Linked DNA regions of Mus musculus: all the other regions are linked to region 3. Evidence: chromatin contacts called from public HiChIP or PLAC-seq and promoter capture Hi-C data. All regions are on one chromosome and are shown on one strand. Each heading gives the region's core, a stretch centred on a gene start, on an enhancer-like site or on the middle of the called end of the contact. The rest is flanking DNA. Distances are from core to core; before and after follow the strand shown. Region 1 has its middle 40 kb from the start of 4930448I06Rik. Region 2 has its middle 85 kb from the start of Tmem182. Region 3 holds the start of Mrps9 (mitochondrial ribosomal protein S9).

The links. Promoter capture Hi-C pulls out the DNA fragments that hold promoters and counts their contacts. HiChIP or PLAC-seq counts read pairs in DNA pulled down with a chosen protein or histone mark.
Region 1: an H3K4me3 HiChIP or PLAC-seq map of neural tube shows a contact between it and region 3, with 9 times the contacts expected there. The contact joins the enhancer-like site here to the promoter of Mrps9 in region 3. A contact is called at or near these places in 8 of 39 promoter capture datasets (the 3T3-L1 cell line, cranial neural crest, embryonic stem cells and 5 more), 5 of 115 datasets of contacts at active chromatin or transcription factors (astrocytes, embryonic forebrain, embryonic limb bud and 2 more) and 1 of 9 other capture datasets (embryonic tail).
Region 2: a contact with region 3 is called in a promoter capture Hi-C map of cranial neural crest. The contact joins the enhancer-like site here to the promoter of Mrps9 in region 3. A contact is called at or near these places in 11 of 39 promoter capture datasets (the 3T3-L1 cell line, the C10 cell line, cranial neural crest and 7 more) and 6 of 115 datasets of contacts at active chromatin or transcription factors (the NIH/3T3 cell line, astrocytes, embryonic forebrain and 2 more).

Annotation. Positions count from the first base shown.
Region 1 is chr1:41,139,475-41,142,174 of GRCm38.p6, forward strand. No RefSeq gene overlaps it. Among named protein-coding and RNA genes, the nearest start is that of 4930448I06Rik, 40 kb to the right of the region's middle. Within about 2 kb of position 1,272, at least 13 of the 459 cell types and tissues checked have an H3K27ac peak or open chromatin away from gene starts, as enhancers often do. A contact at or near this core is called in neural tube, where this site is marked.
Region 2 is chr1:40,889,147-40,891,846 of GRCm38.p6, forward strand. No RefSeq gene overlaps it. Among named protein-coding and RNA genes, the nearest start is that of Tmem182, 85 kb to the left of the region's middle. Within about 2 kb of position 1,360, at least 6 of the 459 cell types and tissues checked have an H3K27ac peak or open chromatin away from gene starts, as enhancers often do.
Region 3 is chr1:42,849,956-42,852,655 of GRCm38.p6, forward strand. It overlaps Mrps9 (mitochondrial ribosomal protein S9), which reads left to right and starts at 1,278. Exons shown (of 11, transcript NM_023514.4): 1 at 1,278-1,471. The coding sequence starts at 1,337.

The DNA.
Region 1 (2,700 bases), core at 22-2,521, 1.7 Mb before region 3:
AGTGCAGAGCAGTCTTCAGGCTTAGATCCTAAGAATGACAACCCAGAACAAGGGGTGTGAGGGCACTTAGAGGAATAGCGAGTTCAGAGATTCACACAGGACAACCTGTTTAGGAACTGAGAGGAATGGACAGAGAGGAAGAGGAAGAGGAAACTGGGTTTCCCAATGACTTGGGAGACTCCATTCTGTAGCTTAACAGTGAGAAGAAGACTTTGTAGGGTCTCAGAGTTTGCACAAGTGGGGTGATTTGTACTGGGGCAAGCACTTAAGATAGAGGGATCCAGGGGCAGCAGTTCTCAACCTTCCTGATTCTGTGACCCTGTAGTACAGTCCCTCATGTTGTGACTGCTGGAGAACAACTGCAAGAGATCAAAGGGGAAAGCAGAGGCAGGACAAACATGATCTGGTGAAGGAGCAAATGGAGCCCTGAAACAAAGGGCAGGGATTTAGCCTACACCCTATGCCTGCTGTCTTCCATTATCTGTTGCATACTTCTACCCCTATGTGTTGTATAGCTCTCACTGGGATCGGCCTACCTCACAGGAAGATGGCCGATTTCTCAATCCCTGAAAATTTAATGCAAATTCATCTGGCAGGAAAATCTGGACTGAGCAGACACATGGTTACTTACAGTTTTTATTCTGCTTGCACGGAACATTTTGATACAGAATTATGTCTGTGTTTTATTACTCCAGACCTCATCAGGGAGGTATATAATATGTAGTATACATATCATTTTACTTGTGCAGATTCTGAGATACTCTAGATTCAAAAATACATCTGTTCCAAGGGTTTAATGGACCTGTAACTGTAGTTTTAAAAACCAGGCTTACACACAGACTTAATGGAAGTCTCTGAGTGGAATCGAAACCCACCCTAGGTTGTTGGCTCAATGCTCTTGTGCATACTACTGACAGCCATCTTCACCTACCTTGACCGTTGTTTGTCCCCTTTCCAGTCATACGTAAGCTTCACACTTACTGCCCATTTGCCCTCTCTAATTAGGAAATGTAGAAACCAGGGAGGTGAGAGGGAATAGACAGAGGGGAAACTTTTCTTTTCCTCCTGGTTACTCTGTTTCCTTTCCTGAGATTGCATAGCACTTTCTGATTAATGTACAGCAAAGCTGCTCACCTTCTTTTATCACAATCCTCTTTCAGAACCATCTGTTCCACAAGGCATCTCAGCCACATTAACCAAATGCTGGCACTGCACTGCGTTTTATTGTTCCTTGTCTCCTGTGTCCTTGTGTGCATTCATATGGTAATCCCCCCAAAGAAAATACTTGCTTTGTTCTATCTGCTGTCTGAGAACACCCACCACTGAGCTGCCCTCCACTCATGCCCTGTGTAAATAATGGATTAAAAACAACACTACCCCCACCACTGTCTTGTATCCCTGAGGTTTAAGGATCACTACTTGTCATATCTCTAAGACAGTCTATAATCCCAAGAGGAAACTTTAGAAAATGGTGATTGTTTATTTAAGTAAGTGTTTTCAGCAATTTTACAGTAATTTACATTATTTTGGAAACAAATTGATGTTGGTCAAAAAGAAGCATCAGTGTCTACCCATGACCCACATCAAGTGACAATGCCACAAGAATCATAGTTGAGTTTCCCCAGTGAACCTAAAGTCACAGGATCACATTGTTAAGTAGCCACCTTCCACACAAGAAGGAGGGGACTCAAGTCAAAGGGCAGGACACAGAGTAGGCACAGTTAGATGATATGCAATAACTATGTAGATGAGGTTATATAGTTAAGGTTATGTGATGGTTTGTCAGAAAAATAAAGGAACTAAGAAAAGGTAACAAGGTTACTCTGCAGAGAGAAGAGGAGGCTACACTGTGATTCTATGATAGCAGAAAGTAGATAAACCTGGGCATGGTGGTCCACATCTTTAAACCCAGCACAGAAACAGGCAGAATTAGGGAAGTCAAGGTCTATATAGTGAGTTTCAGGGAAGCCCAGACTTTGTCCAAAAATAAGGAGGGAGAGAGGAGGAAGAAGAGAAGGGAAGGAGGAGAAAGAAGAAAAAGAAGTAGGAGGAAAAGGAGGAGGATAAGGAGAAGAAGAAGAAGAAGGAAGAAGAAGAAGAAGGAGGAGGAGGAGGAGGAGGAGGAGGAGGAGAGGAAGAAGAGGAGGGAAGGAGGAAGAGGGGAGGAGGAAGAGGAGGAGGAAGAGGAGGAAGAGGAGGAGGAAGAGGAAGAAGAGGAGGAGGAGGGGAGGAGGAGGAAGAGGAGGAGGAGGAGGAGACAGCAAAATAATATACATTGCTAACTTCACAAAAATAAGCAAAAGTACCAGTCCTGCAGGCACAGATACATAGCCTCAGCCTCTTGGGGAAGGAAGGTAGAAAGATTTTAAGTGCAAAGCCTTCTTGGCTATACAGTAAATTCAATGCAATCCTGGGCATCTAGTGAGACTTTGTGTCAAATAAAAACCTCTGACCAAGGAGCTGTGCATATAGGTCAGTGTGCAGAGCACTTGCTTGGAAAGTGTAAGGAATCAGTCTGCAACCCCAGATCTGAAAATAAAAATCACACAGAGGAAATGATAGGATAAAAAAATGCTTATTGAATGCACAACATGCCAGATACATTTTGGTTTCATGAAGATGGTCCCATTTTACCATCCAAGTACAACATGCCAATGACGTGATTTTGTACATTCTTTAGATAAGGAGACTGAATCATGG
Region 2 (2,700 bases), core at 110-2,609, 2.0 Mb before region 3:
AATAATAATATACTTTTGGTCATCAATATCCACATACTCCTCTATAAAATTTTAGGATGGTAAGCCAGAATAAGTTGTATAAAATCATTCAAAACACCTCCTGAAAGTTAAAAAAAAAAAATCAATCATATGTTTCTCTCTGTCACATTTTGGGTCTGAACTAATTTATTTGATGATACATCAATGATGAGAAGAAAACAGGAATATTTAAGAAATTAATGATATGGTGCCATGGATCTTCTGCCAACCACTTACAAAAAGAAGCCAAAATATTAATGGTATAAAATATGTTTCTATACATTTGGAATCTTAATGAGAGTCTTCTGATGTGTTGCGGGTCGGGTGCCAAATCCGCCTATACTCCAGTAGAGCTCAGGTATGGAGGAGAACCATGTGCAACTCGGATGAAGGTGAACTGAAAAGTTAATATTCATAGGATTTTAGTCAGAGCACATTCGTTAGAGGAAAAGGTAGAGAGAGACCTAAGGGATTATTCAGTTTGTGTTTGGTGAAACACAAAAGACGTCTCATAGTTTGCTGAGGAAAACTGTGGCGCTTCTTTCACTGGGTCCTCTCTCCCTTAATTTAGACTCTTGCTGGGTGATTCTTGCTTCTACACTGTAATTTCCAGTTTCCCCTAAATATAGACTCTGGATCCAAGCCATCCTAATTAAACAGCGAGGTTCTTTCGTAGCGAGCTCGGATGCTTCCGAAATCAATTTCAAGCTTTACGCGGTAGGCATGTGACCTGCCTCTTTGCCTATCCCTTTATCTGTTTATCTTGAAATGGTCAATTTCGAGTAATATTTTAACGGCAGGTTTGCACGACTTGCGGGGGGGGGGGCGTCTGGTTGATTACATTTCCTATATTACATGTACATGTAATTATTAACCTTGCTATGTTCGGGGAGGAGGTTCGAGGCAATCTTCACACTTTTCCCATCCTGAAGTAGACATCCATCCCTTTCAGTAGGAAGTTAAGTCTTTGTATTATAAATGAAGAAAGTGAGATAAAATGTTTTTTAGCCTAAGGCTACCCGGAGAAACACGCATCAGATCCTTTTGTTGTGGCACAGAATTCATGTCTTTTCTTGACACACAGCTGTTGGAGATAATGGGATTTTCACTAAGGGAATAGAAGGTGAGAGCGACTCAAACACCAGAAACTCCCGCACATGCCAACTGCAGGAGCAAGCTGGAGGCTGGGAGGCAGCGCTTGGGGGCTGGCTCAGGAGCCCTTGTTCCTTTGTGCCATTCTCAGAGCTGGCTCAAGTCTCCCAGAGGGCATCCAGCCTGGGAGTTCAGGACCTGAGCATGCGCTCAGCATTCCCTGCTGCCATGCACCTCAGAGAACACCACACAGCTCTCTTTGGGCTCTGGTTATTGCAGACAGCCGTTTGCTCTGACTACAGCTGGGGATGGGGAAGAAGGAGGCGATCCAAATTCTACAGGAAGGCTGCAAATCATTTTCTCTGTAACCCGAAGTCCCCGTATCTGTTGCGGGAGCCATTTGAGAGTACCTTTAAATAGACTTGGATTTGTCCTTTGACTTTGGCTTCCAGAATGTAATTTTACTCTCTTTCTCTCTGATTGTGGTGAGGTGGTGAGCACCGCGGCTGTCTTTTTAAATTGCCTTTGAAAGGCAACGACTTCTGAAGCAGCTCTTGCTTGCCCTGAGGCTTAGGAGGTCAAGGAGCAAAATTCAGACACATGGTGAGCCAGAGTTCTCCTCAAAGTGTTTGTGGTCCCCGGCCACGCATTAGAATACCACTTCAGGGATTCTGAAATAGCTAATACTGGGAAACCTTCTTCCCACAGGCTAAATCAATTTCTTCAGGATGGGCTAAGGGCACGGGTGAATTTCTAAAAGTTCCACTAGTGACTTGAACTTGCAGTCGGGTCTGCAGATGGCTGTGCTCATGGAAAACCTTGGTGATTTCAGGGGCCCCGGTGAGAGTCACGGCCTCCAGCTGAATTGCTGACATCTAAAATTAATTTCGGAATGCCTTACTAAAAACAAAATAACCCCATCTAAGAAAGCAACCTGGAAATGTGGAATGAACAGGCAGGACAAAGATGAATCCTAAACCTGTCCTTAACTGTTCAATAGCTCAGTCAGTACTCTACACGCTCTGCAGTCTATAGGCTTGGGTGTCCTCTGTGTGGGTTAAAGTTAAGAAGAAATAGCAGGAGAGAAAGAGATGTTTTAAGAAATGAGAGGAAAAGGGTATGGGCTCAGACGGAAGGGTTGGTGGGGAGCAACTGGCAGAAGGTAGGGACAGAAAATATAATTGGAATATATTGTATGAAAAAAAATCCATTGTCAATAAAATACTACTACAAAATGATTATGCTAAGCCTGTTGGTACAGGTCTGGGATGCTAGGTACCCAGGAGGAGGAGCAGAAGGCTTGCCAATTCAAGGTCTTCTGGTTAGAGAGTGAATTCAAGGCCAGCCTTTGGAATTTAGGGATACATGTCTCGAAGTATTAAAATACACACACACACACACACACACACACACACACACACACAGGAGGCCAGGAGAGGGATGACTCCATGGAGGAGATCCTGTGGTACAGCTGGGATGGTCAGAGGTTCAATCCCCAACATAAAAAACCAAAACACAGTTTTGAGGTGTTAATGGTTCTCAGAGTTATAAAACTAGACCCACCTAGAACTTGATAAGATCTAGATTGTT
Region 3 (2,700 bases), core at 28-2,527:
AAGATCTGGAGTTAGCCTACCTGCTTTTCTGGCCAGCACTGCCTCGCCTCTAACTTATTCTTCTTCTCCAAATACTAGTCCTGGACTTCTGCCACTGAATGAAGAGATTTTCACTAATGTAAAGGAAACAAACAAAGGGGAAAATAATGATTTCCCCCCTTTACTACAAGCATCCTATTTGGAGGGGTTTTTTTTCTTCTATTTTTCTGAAGCTATGCAATTTCTATTTCCCTAGAGCTGTTTTATGAGGTGATAACTGTACGATGCCAGCACTTACTTCATAACTTAAAAAACAGATTTCTAATTTACATGTATAAATATTTTGCTTGTATGTATATGTGTCTGTACATCACAGACATGGTTGATCCCCTTGAAATTCAGAGAAGGTGTCAGATTGTTTAGAGCTGTAATTATAGATAGATAGGTAGATAGATAGATAGATAGATAGATGTGATAGATAGATAGATAGATAGATGTGATAGATGTGATAGATGTGATAGATAGATAGATAGATAGATAGATAGATAGATAGATAGATAGATAGATGTGATTTTCCACAAGAGTTCTGGGGACCAAACCCAGGTCCTCTGAAAGAACATAGAGTGTTTTTAACTTCTCAGCCTCTTACTCGGTCACCTTGATCTCGTTTTCTGAGTATGTTTTAAACTTCTAATGATAATTTCAACATTATCAAATTATTCAATGATAATTTTCAACATTGGAAAACCCTTTAAGAGTGATTTATTCAACCACTTGTATCTGGTAGAGATAACCCTAGACTTAGGGTTAGGAAGTTCAAGTTTCAGAAGGCAAAGACAGTTCCTGTGTCTGCAGCCACTCTTAATGGCTTTAAGGCTCAGAGGCAATCAGGGAGAGCCATGAAGTTGAGCAGGGAGGTGCTTTTCCTCAGCCTGTGGGTCAGACAGCTAAGAGTCAACACAATGTGTTGGAAGCCAGAATGGTTAGTTGCTGGAAGAAGAATGTCTTGAAACAGATCTTTAAAACGGGCAAGTTCAAGGGGGAGCAGAAGGCCCTTGCGGGAAGGCAAGCGGACAGGAAAGCCAGCTTGGATTGTTGGAGTGAGAATAAGACTGTGGAAGGCTTGTCTGAGCGTGGGTACCAGGAACTCAGCTAGGACTACAGCTGCTAGTAAGCCGAAAGCCATGTGCAAGGCAACCTGCTGCCGCGCACCCAATCAGCGGCGAGGGGCTGGACTACAGAACTCCGCCCCTAGTTGCAATTGCTAAGGAAGCGCTTCCGCCTGGGAGGTCTGCGCCTGCGCAGTCTCCAGGCTCCACCCCTTTCCCCTCCCGCCAGGATGTTTCTTACGGCCAACATGGCCGCCCCCTGTGTGTCCTGCGGCCGAGTGCTTTCCCTTTGGTTCACTCCCGCTGTTAGAGCTAGCCTCTGCCAGAGGCCCGGGTACTGGACAGCCTCGGCGGTTGGCTGGCAGACAGGGACCAGGTTCCAGGTAAGGTCCTGGGAGCTGGAGCTGGCGGTCCGTGTGGTAGGGTGACGTGAAGCCGGCCCACCTTCCAGGGCTGCCAGAGCCCTCAAGGTAGAGGTCGGAGGTCACGCTTGGGGATCGGGGAATCGGCCGCGGACGGATCCTCTGCAGCCTCTCCCTGGGCTTTGAGGAGCAAAGGGTTCGGCAGATGGAGTTGGGTGGCTGCCTGGGTCTTGTGATTCGTCCCGGGGAGAAGGGGAGCCGAACTCTGCGCGACCCGGAAGATGTCCTGGGCAGAGTCAGTCTGTGGAGCGAACTGAGACTTTTTACAAGTGCTCTGCGTTTGCGGAATTTCAGTTTTTGTAATTTTCCCGAAACTTGTGTGTGTGTGTGTGTGTGTGTGTGTGTGTGTGTGTGTGTGTGTGACATTAGGAGAGCAGAATTTGACCGCTTCGCTCAATTCCGGGGTCGGTGTGAAGCTGGGATTTCTAGCTTGAGTCTTTGCTTGTCGCCCGTTTAATGTGGCTCATTAAAAGTGGGAGAAAACGAGCTTCGGCTGTAATTGCACTTAAAGTGTCTGTGGCATATTCTACCGGAGATTTCCAGTAGTCCTTTCGGTGGGTGTGCCCGTGACACAGGAGGAGACCTAACTTTGAAGTCCTGTTACCTTGCAGGTTCTAATGGAAACCCAGGGAATAGCGCGCAGATGGTGTCCTGCAAGAGTAGGCAGATGAACAGGCCGAAAGAGAGGTCTCAAGAGATTGAGAACACGCGGTCAAACAAGTGGGGGTTGGAAAACAGAACAGTTTGAGTAGAAAGAGTACGAAATGTTGGAAAAGCAGTACTACCACCAGATATTGCCGAGAAGTTAAACGCTGGATCTTAGAACTGTTTTACAAAATGACTGGCCACCTTTTTCTGTTATTTGATGTTGTAACATAAACCAATTTGTCCATTGATCTGTTAAACATCTGGGTTTCTTGGTTTTGAAAATTGGAAAATGTGTTGGACATTTTTATTTCTTCTATACATCTCTTTGAGACACATAATTGCATATGAGAGGAACTGTAGCATACAAAATATGTTTATTGGTAATGATTATATGGGCAGGTGGCTCTCACTCTCCTATATTCTGAACCTAGTGTACCCTTCTTCTTTCTCTTTATTCTTATAATTATGTGTAAACAAACACATTTTACAAAATGAGCCTCGCTGGGTCACATCCCTTTTACCTTTTTAATTTACAGGGGGAA